Regions from separate parts of the Danio rerio genome. Here region 1 is linked to region 2. The links are chromatin contacts, called in public Hi-C maps. All regions are on one chromosome and are shown on one strand. Each heading gives the region's core, a stretch centred on a gene start, on an enhancer-like site or on the middle of the called end of the contact. The rest is flanking DNA. Distances are from core to core; before and after follow the strand shown. Region 1 holds the start of ino80da (INO80 complex subunit Da). Region 2 overlaps zmp:0000001200.

Region 1 (5,183 bases), core at 2,207-4,706, 150 kb before region 2:
TGTACCATATAAAGACTTAATATGATTAATATACGCATGCCTGTGAGAGTTCTGTTTATTTTAATGTAAAGATGTACTGATACTGCCACGTTGCTGTGCTTTACTGTGTTCAAAAACCCCCAAACATTCCTGTGTTCAGTTTTATGTCTTTGTGTGTCTCTCTGTCGCCCTCTAGCGCTTAAATACTACAGCAGGATTTATTCCACAGAGTTTTTGGTGTCTGAAAACTAACAAACGACAACAAATAAAATGTGCAGCTTTATACAATTTCGCAATAAGAAAAATTTAAATAATAAAAAAAGCATCTGTGCATATTGTATTTGTTTATTTATGCTTATACTATTTCATGTACATTATTTTTTATGTGTTTTTTTTTTTTTTACAGGTAATTCAAAGTATTGCTTGTTAAACTGGCACTTGCTACATGTTTGGGTAGTTTAATAATATTGGTTGAGCTAATTCGTAAAATCCAAAAAGACTGTGATTAAATGTTTAAAAAGTGTTAAAAATATCGAATTGTGATTTTTCTGTCTGATATTGCGATTTAATTTTGTGATGTCAAGCCTCAGCTCTGTATACTCAATAGTGCGCAGCACACTTTAAATAAAATTAATACAACATAATTTAACTGTGTAGAAAAGTATTTTTAAAAGCGCTGTTAAACGATAATGCAACCAAGATAAACATTTGTATTTACATAACATGTGTAAATGTATATTTATGAGGGGTGTGAACCAACACTGGTCTCATGGTTCGATTCAGTTACGATTATCATGCCGTCGATTTGGCTCAATTCAATATCTCGGTGCATCACAGTGCATTAACAATGCTTTCCATAGATAATTAGACTTTTTCTTCACAATGCAAGAATTTTTAAAATTAAAATCTATACATTTATTAATACTTATATATTATTATGTGTATACATGCATGTAGAAATACACACACACACACACAAATTGCACATAAAATGCAAAAATATCCAAAAGAAATAATTTGTATTACATATTAACATATTCATGTATATTCATTCATTCATTTTCTTGTCGGCTTAGTGCCTTTATTAATCCGGGGTCGCCACAGCGGAATGAACCGCCAACTTATCCAGCAAGTTTTTACGCAGCAGATGCCCTTCCAGCTGCAACCCATCTCTGGGAAACATCCACACACACACACTACGGACAATTTAGCTTACCCAATTCACCTGTACCGCATGTGTTTAGACTGTGGGGGAAACCAGAAAACCAGGAGGAAACCCACGCAAAGGCAGGGAGAACATGCAAACTCCACACAGAAACACCAACTGAGCCGAGGCTCGACCCAGCGACCTTCTTGCTGTGAGGCGACAGCACTACCTACTGCGCCACTGCCTCACCCTATTTATGTATATTTATATATATAATTTGTATTATGTATAAACTAGTGCAAATCAAAAATTCATTGTGATTAATCGCATTCAAAATAAAAGTTTGTTTTGACATAATACAAGTGTGTGTGTACTGTGTATATTTATTATGTATATATAAAATTACACACATGTATGCATATATCTGAGATAAGGTTTATTTATATTTAGATATAAAATATATATGTGTATGATACAAATTGTGGGCAGCGAGATGGAGCAATGGGTAGTAAAATCGCAGCAAGAAGGTCGCTGGTTCGAGCCTTGGCTGAGTCAGTTGGCATTTCTGTGTGGAGTTTGCATGTTCTTCCCGTGTTGCCGTGGGTTTCCTCCGGGTGCTCCGGTTTCCCCCACAGTTCAAAGGGATGCGCTTTAGGGGAATTGAATAAGCTAAATTGTCCGTAGTGTATGAGTGTGAGTGAGTGTGTTTGGATGTTTCCCAGTGATGGGTTGCAGCTGGAAGGGCATCCGCTGAGTAAAACATATGCTGGATGAGTTGGTGGTTCATTCCGCTGTGGCGATCCCTGATTAATGAAGGGACTAAGCTGAAGGAAAATTAATGAATGATACAAATTGTATAAAAATGTAAATATCTATATATATATATATCATACACTCACCCGCCACTTTATTAGGTACAACTTACAAGTACCGGGTTGGACCAATTTTGCCTTCAGAACTGCCTTAATCCTTCAAATTCAACAAGCTACTGGAAATATTCCTCAGTGGTTTCCCCTCCATGTTGACATGATAGCATCACACAGTTGCTGCAGATTTGTCGGCTGCACATCCATGATGCCAATCTCCCGTTCCACCACATCCCAAAGCTGCTCTATTGGATTGAGATCTGGTGCTTGTGGAGGCCATTTGAGTACAGTGAACTCATCGTCATGTTCAAGAAACCAGTCTGATATGATTGAGCTTTATGACATGCTGCGTTATCCTGCTGGAAGTAGCCATCAGAAGATGGAGACACTGTGCTCATAAAGGGATGGACATGGTCAGCAGCAATACTCAGGTAGGCTGTGGCGTTGATGCTCAACTGGTACTAATGGACCCAAAGAAAATCTCCTCCACACCATTACACCACCACCACCAGCCTGAACCGCTGATACAAGGCAGGATGATCCATGCTTTCATGTTGTTGAGGCCAAATTCTGACCCGAGCATCCGAATGTGGCAGCAGAAATCAAGACAGAAAATGTGGTTTACCTTGAAAATGGTAATAATGGCATCAATAGTCACAATAATAACAACAGCGAATGATCAGCGAATTAACCCAGAAGATCTAATCCAACAAGATTAATCCAGAATGAATTACATATCATAAATCAGGTTATGAAGATTTTCTCAAGTTTTATTTTGACATTTTTAGTCATTTTATTGTGTGCTTTTTGTCAATTATATTCATCTTAAATCTTATAGTATTTAAGACTCCGTTTTGAAATGCTTCGTCTTGTTTGCAAAGAGAATAAAATTTGTATTTATTTTTGGCTACATTAAGCTTTTACTTTTACATTTGATGTAATCAAATAAAATAATAAATGTACAATAATTACCATTAACAGGGTTGAAATGTGGTTGGGGTAGGGGTGGACGTTAATAAAATAAAATTTTAATGGGTCATTAATTATATATTATGAATAATACTTGGGTATAATTACCGTTTTTACATTACTGTGAGGGTTGCTGAAGGGGTGGACGTTAATAAAATACAATATAACGGGTAATTTAATAAACAATGTGAATAATACTCAGAATAATTACTGTTTTTACATTACTTTGAGGGTTAGTGTAAGGGTAGACGTCAATAAAATACAATTTAACAGGTAATTTAATAAACAATGTAATAATACTCAGAATAATTACTACATTACTGTGAGGGTTTGGGTAGGGGTAGATATGAATAAAATAAGTTACAAGTAAATGGGTAATTTATGATTTGAAAAAGAAGAGGACTCACCGTGCTCATAGTTTTTAGGATGATGGTACAGTAGCAGCAGTGGAGCAGTTGTCATGTCTCCGCGGCGCCGGTGGTGGAGCTGTGAGTCCGCCGAGCACTGAACTCTAAACCCCCGCAGATCTGTTTCAATGAGAGCAGAAGACAACATAATATCGAAAGTACATTAGTGGATGCTTTATCGCTTCACCACCTCAGCAGGGAACAGTATTCAGTAGCATAAGGAATTCCGATGAATACTCGGTGCAGTTGATGATCTGTGGCGTTTAAACAGCGAGACCCCGTAGAGGCTGAACCCACTGCTGGTAAGCGGACTCGATTACTGCTCTAGCGGACTCGTGAGCGTGCTGACCCCTCAACTGCTCGACTCGAGCTCCGAGGCTTAGCTGCTATTGTAGGCCAGTGTTTGCATCGCTTTAGAACGTATTTTGGTTCGCTGTATCGTGTTGCGGAAGCAATTCTATAATAGAGTGATCCTGCATTATTTTAAAATAATTTACATGTATATTATTTGTAAATAGGATTAGTTTAAACGACTATTAAACCTCCATCGGCTGCAGCGCCCCGCTCTTTCGGCCTGATTTGACAGGCCTCATCCGCCATCACTCATAGCAACATTTGCAGCGATTAGTTTACACAAACTTTACGTATTTCATTCATTATTTAAATAACAAATGTAAAGCTTGTATAAGCTTATAATTCTATTTTTGCCATTTCCAAACTAAATCTAGCGCAGGATCATGTCAGTGTTTCGGTTTCCTGGGTTTGTTTTTAGCATCCTAGCTAACGAGAGAAATATCAAAATAATGTGCGATTTTGACAGCCAGGGGCGCAAACTACATTTAAACATAATAATAATAGAGCTTTGCTCTAGCACAGGCATATGTATTCAAGTACTATTCGATTGTTTGGGTTTAGGAGTTTTATAAGCATATCGTTTTGATGACAGCGATGTTTATTTAACAAAATCGATCATTTGTTGTTGTACGAGCTTGATGGAAAGATCATACCAGTATAGTAACGTTAATGATATCCACATTAACATTTTAATTCGCTAATTGACGATATAAGATCGTTTAGACACGTACCATTGTAACTTATGTCCGCGTTTTCCTCAATTACTTTGAATTATCATAAATATGACATGATGCACACAAATATTCAACATTCTGTTTCATATATTTAAACTATTTACAAATCAAAGTACGTTTTGCTACCCCATTCATTATTCATTATTCATATTTCTGTCCTGTTTTAATTGGTCGTCTCATGGCTAAATATTTCCAGTCTACCAAATGCAGGGTGAATGATCCTGTCAGTCATAATACAGTTATGTGATATGATGGCTCCGTCACATTATTTGGTTTTTTATCCTTGTACTGCGGTCATAGGTTAACGACAAAGATCTCTTGAACTAGCTGGGACTCTGGGTTGCCTTTTAGTTCAAACATTAAACAGAGATGCTCTATTGTACACCGTCAGTGTTTCAGTGCCGGATCATGTGTAATAGACAGGGAATTATGTAATATTGACAAGCTTTGTGTTGTAGTAGGTGGTCAGTGTATGAGTCTGTTTACATGACAGGCAAAAATGTTAAATAATTGTATGCTATTTGACTGTCTGTTTACAAGACAGCAGCATTCTGGGGACTGAAAATTCATCATTTTTAGAACTGGTTTCAAAGTGCAAGTTTTTGAAATCCCCGCTATTGTGGTTTCTGTGTAAACACGCAATCTGGGAATCTATGAAAACAATCAGCATGCGTGTGCATAGTTTGTGTTAAGCCCAATTTATAATTTATCCATCAAGTGACTGCCA
Region 2 (5,605 bases), core at 2,211-4,710:
ACTGTATTTTTTCCTCTCCCCCAACCTACACCTAAACCCTTTTTGTCTGTCTGAAATAAACTTATTCTGTGTGATTTATAAGCTATCTGAGAAACAGGGATCCTAATTGATCCTCGTTCATCTTTAATATGATTTCATTCATTCATTCATTCATTCATTTTCTTTTCGGCTTAGTCCCTTTATTAATCTGGGTTTGCCACAGCGGAATGAACCGCCAACTTATCTAACATATGTTTTATGCAGCAGATGCCCTTTCAGCCGCAACCCATCACTGGGAAACACCCATCCATTGAGTGTGTACGGGTGTTTCCCAGTACTGGGTTGCAGCTGCAAATCACATTATAACTGGACAGAAGGTTTAAGCATGTGTGTGTGTGTGTGTAGACAGTGGACACACCCTGTTTATTCATCTGCTAAGAGGGAATTCCACACACACACACACACACACACACAAAACAAACACACTGTTAACACTCCACAAAAGGACAGTGTGTGTGTGTGTGTGTGTGTGTGTGTCGTGTTATCTTTTACTATACTGAGCCATCAGGGGGAAGGTAAGGAACCAGCTGCGCACACACACACACACACACACACACACACACACACACACACACACACACACACAGAGAGAGAGAGAGAGAGAGAGAGACAGACATCTAGGCTTTCTTAAGTCTACTCTTCCCCAGGCTAGCCTGAGGACAGCACCTTACTCTGTGTTGATGTCTGTGTGTGTGTGTGTGTGTGTGTATGTGTGTGTGACAAGACATTTACCTCAGGCTGTGTAATTATGTGTGTAAGTGTGTGTGTAAGGTGTGTGTGTGACGGGACACAATGACTTAATGCTGTGATTTTACCTGAGGCTGTGCAAGTGTGTGTGTGAGCGTGCGTGTGTGTGTGAGTAAGAGAGATAGAGAAAGAGAGACAGTGCATGTGTGTGTGTGTGTGTGTGCGCGCTTGTTTGTGTATGTATGCGTGTGTGTGTATATCTGTGCATGCATGGGTATGTGTGTTTGTAAGGGAGTGTGTGTGCACATGCATGCGTATGTATGTGTTTATGTGTGTACATAAGTGAGTGTGTGTGTGTGTGTGTGTGTGTGTGTGTGTGTGTGTATGCAAGCGTGTGTGTGTGTGTATGTCTGTGCATGCATGGGTATGTGTGTGTTTGTAAGAGTGTGTGTGTGCATCCATGCATGTGTATTTGTTTATGTGTGTGCATAAGTGTGTGTGTGTGTGTGTGTGTGTTTGTGTGTGTTTATGTATGTACATAAGTGTGTGTGTGTGCGCACATGTGAGCATGCATGTGTGTGTTTAAGTGTGTATATAAGTGTGTGTGTCTGGTGTGTGTGTGTGTACGCATGCATGTGTATGTTTGCATGCATGTGTGTGTGTGCTTGTTTGTGTATGCATGCGCGTGTGTGTGTGTGTATGTCTGTGCATGCATGGGTATGTGTGTGTTTGTAAGAGTGTGTGTGTGCATCCATGCGTGTGTATTTGTTTATGTGTGTGCATAAGTGTGTGTGTGTGTGTTTGTGTGTGTTTATGTATGTACATAAGTGCGTGTGTGCGCGCACATGTGAGCATGCATGTGTGTATATAAGTGTGTGTGTGTGTGTGTGTGTGTGTGTGTGTGTGTGTGTACGCATGCATGTGTATGTTTGCATGCATGTGTGTGTGCGCTTGTTTGTGTATGCATGCGTGTGTGTGTATGTCTGTGCATGCATAGGTATGTGTGTGTTTGTAAGAGAGTGTGTGTGTGCGCATGAACGCATATATGTATGTGTGTGTTTATTTGTGTATATGATCGTGTGTGTGTGTGTGTGTGTGTATGTGTGCATGCATGTGTGTATGTGTCTGTGTGTGTGTGCAAGAGTGAGCGAGAAAGACAGCCCTCATATGGTTGACTGTTTTGAAACTGGCCTCAAAACTCAAGGTGCGTTCCAAATCGCATACTCATGCACTATCCTACGCCATGTTCATTCACTCATTACTATATGATGGTTTAAAAATCTACAGTGTTTACAAACATTTACTCTAGTATTTTTAAATGGGATGCTAAAAAAAGCAACCATTGGCACGCAGAATCTAGAAATACTATGGAAGTCAATGGCTGTTTATTGCCCATCATTGATGATTGCAGAATTGTCTTGTTTGCGTGAACTGTCCCCTTAAATCCAGCAGAGCACAGCCTCTTTACACACAGATGTTTGCTGTAGGCTGACTCCCTCTAAGACAGAGAGTTCACACTGACCCACGGAGAAACAAAAGGCAATTAACAGGCATTTGAGAAACACACACTCTGCACATAAACAAACCCTCAGTGTGTGTGTGTGTGTGCGTGTGTGTGTGTGTGTGTGTGTGGTTGTGTGTGTGTGTGTGTGTAAGCTCTCCGAGGGTCTGTTTTGGTGGAAGTGTGTGTTTTGTCAGCGTCCAGGTTACACCCTCCGCACGTTTCCTCATTCCTGCACTTACATGCGCCTGGATTACACAACTCATGTGATGATGAAGAGGTCAGAGGTCAGACTCAGGAAAACCCCCCAATCAGAGATCTAGAAAACACCCCCAGGGTTGCCAAGTCTACTGTTTTCCCGCACAATAGTGGTTTTCTTTTTTTGAAAATGCAATTTCTGGGAATTTCTATGAACAATAATAACCTTAAAGTAATATACAGGATTTCATCTATATATGACATGCGCATGTACAACATGGGCGGCACGGTGGCTCAGTGGTTAGCACTGTGGCCACACAGCAAGAAGGTCTCTGGTTCGAGCCCAGGCTGGGTCAGTTGATTGTTTCAGTGTGGAGTTTGCATGTTCTCCCTGTGTTGGTGTTTGTGTGTCCTCCAGGTGCTCCGGTTTCCTCCACAGTCCAAACACATGCGCTATAGGGGAACTGATCAACTAAATAGTCTGTACTGTATGTGTGAATTAGTGTGTATTGATGTTTCCCAGTGACAGGAGGACATCTGCAACATAGAACATATGCTGGATTAGTTGGCGGTTCATTCTGCTGTGGCAACCCCAGATTAATAAAGGGACTAATCCGAAAAGAAAATGAATGAATGAATGTATATACAATATAAACACTGTACTATAGTAGGGTTCAAAACACTATGGTATTTTTAAAATAAACACTCTAGTTATCAAATATATTGACTTTATTTTATTATGATTCTATTCGCTTGTAATTTGTGAGTGAGAAGTGTCTTGATAATAAGGTGAGTGAAAAATTGTACACGCATTTTCTACCAGTGTATTAACTACATGACAAAACTATTATTTTCACACACACACACACACACACACACACACACACACACACACAAACAAGAGATAAATGTAGCATTAATTAATGAAACACACTGATCACATTTGTATTTCCACACATGTAAAATAAAACACCAGTAAAGCATTACAGAAGAGCACTGCTGCCACCTGCAGGCACAACAGCACACTGCAGCTCAATTCATCTGAGCGAGTCTCTGCATGCTCAACACTCTACAACACACTCAGTTCCTGGAAGGCCCTGCATAGTTTACTTCCAACCCTGCTTCAACACACTTACCTACTGACCTTGTTCTAATATGCGGAAGTGCGGCAGTTTTTGTGATTGTTTTAGAACTTCCGATTCAGTCGCCTATGGGAGAAATGACTAGGAATAATAAACGTCAAAAAACGGTCAAACTACTCGCTCTACAAACAAAAGTTTGCATGACTATACAGACAAAGTAGAATAATATTCTGAGGAAATATCAGTCTGCAACATCAAGCAGCATTTTTAATGTCTAAAAATGAATGAGACCAGAAGTCTCGAGCCAAAAAGATTCAAATGGCAGCGCCCGCTCATCAGTGAAGAATAAGGTGAATAGGTTCCAAACAAAACTGAAGAACTCAATTCGTTTGATCAGGTGTGTTTAATTAGGGTTGGAACTAAACTGCAGAGCAGCGGCCCTCCAGGAACTGAGTTTGACACCTGTGCTCTACAATATCAAGGGTGTAGAATTGGCATGGACGCAGGGGACGTGTCCACACCAACTACTGAAACATCCCTACCAATAATTTAATCAACCTCAAAATATAATAATGCTCCGTCAAGCCTTAGAAACCAACATGTGCACAAAGTTCGCTACGAGGTCACCGTAACTCTATTAACCAAAGCTGTGCAATAGACCTTTTTCACAGCGGAATTGAACACCGGAAGCGCCCTTCGAAGCAGTGTATCGATATTTCCGGGTTCGCTATGAGTCGCAGAGACATGACAGCCTCGGGACAGCGGATGACTTTCTCACGGTCAACTTTGCCATAATTTGGACAAGAAGATGTTGTTCGGTGAATGTGTAAAACTGCCTTAATAAAACAGCTTTTAAAAGATGATACCGATTTGCAGAGTTTTTGCAGAAAACGTGTCTTACCGTTTGCAACATCAGGTTCCAGTAAGGTGCACAGCCAACAACATAAAATCTGCTCATTCAAGCCATTCGTAAGCTAGATTAACCTGGCTATTTAACATCCGGCAGGATGAGTTTAATGTCAGTAGTCCCGTCTGTAAACTGTGCTAACCCCCTCCTTCCTTTTTATTCAGAGTCAGATATAGTGAATGGCGAGGTAAGTTAGCTATACAGGCGAGTTGCTATCGGTTAATACATTACAGGTTGTTTAATGCTCGTGAGGTTTTCTCAAGTCTGGAAACACATTAGCTCCTACTCGTGGATAATATTCATTTTTATTATTTATTTAAAGAACAGAAAATAACATTTTACAATACAAAAATGTACATACCAGGGGGTAATTATAAATAAAATACAAATATACAAAATGTAATATAACATATGTAATAATGAAATACATTGTAGAGTTCACACATTTTAAAGTGGGTCGAGTTTCTTGTTTAGAGAGTTGATACTGGTATTGTACAAGCATATTTCAGTCATCAATACCTTAAAATCTGGTTTCATATTAGTAAATTTATATTTATGAATGTACAATTTTGTTAACAACATAAGCAAATTAAATAAATAAAACTATTTTCCTCTAGATTAGGATAATCAAGTAAAGCCCAAATGTACATTTATCCATAATGAAAGAGGTTGAACACAAAAGAATCATTATTAATACATTTTGCAACTCACCCCATAAGCTGACTATGTACAATGCCAAAATAAGTGTAAAACTGTCTCCTCATATTCGTTACAAAAATACAATTTACATCAATCCCACTTTTAAATTTTTGCAAACAATGTTTTGCTGGATAAAACCTGTGGATGAGTTTATAGGATATTTCTTTAATTCTATTTCTAACATGATATTTCTGTGGTAACAGCCACACTTTTCTTCAATTCACCCTTTAATAAAGACATATAATAAAATTGAATATAAGGTACAGTAATGATTTCTTTTTGGAAAAGAGTATGAATATCTCTATCATTACTCTTGGTATTTAGTAAAACAAAATTTGCCGACATAAGATTTAGTAATATCAAAAGATGAAGCATCAGAAGGATGGTCTTATTAATACCTCTAAATAACATAAATGAATAACATGTCTCTGCAGGAATTGAACCAATAACAGTTGAAAACTTGCTGGGTTTTGTAATATTTTGATTTTGTAA

Evidence for each region. A called contact is a pair of places that touch in the nucleus more often than the background predicts.
Region 1: a contact with region 2 is called in a Hi-C map of hematopoietic stem cells, with 2.5 times the contacts expected there. The contact joins the promoter of ino80da here to the enhancer-like site in region 2. A contact is called at or near these places in 2 of 18 Hi-C or Micro-C datasets (hematopoietic stem cells and an unstated tissue).

Annotation. Positions count from the first base shown.
Region 1 is chr9:1,192,173-1,197,355 of GRCz12tu, reverse strand. It overlaps ino80da (INO80 complex subunit Da), which reads left to right and starts at 3,456. Exons shown (of 11, transcript NM_001423326.1): 1 at 3,456-3,670.
Region 2 is chr9:1,042,991-1,048,595 of GRCz12tu, reverse strand. All of the region lies in intron 1 of zmp:0000001200, which reads right to left. Among named protein-coding and RNA genes, the nearest start is that of zmp:0000001200, 26 kb to the right of the region's middle. Within about 2 kb of position 3,460, at least 5 of the 62 cell types and tissues checked have an H3K27ac peak or open chromatin away from gene starts, as enhancers often do.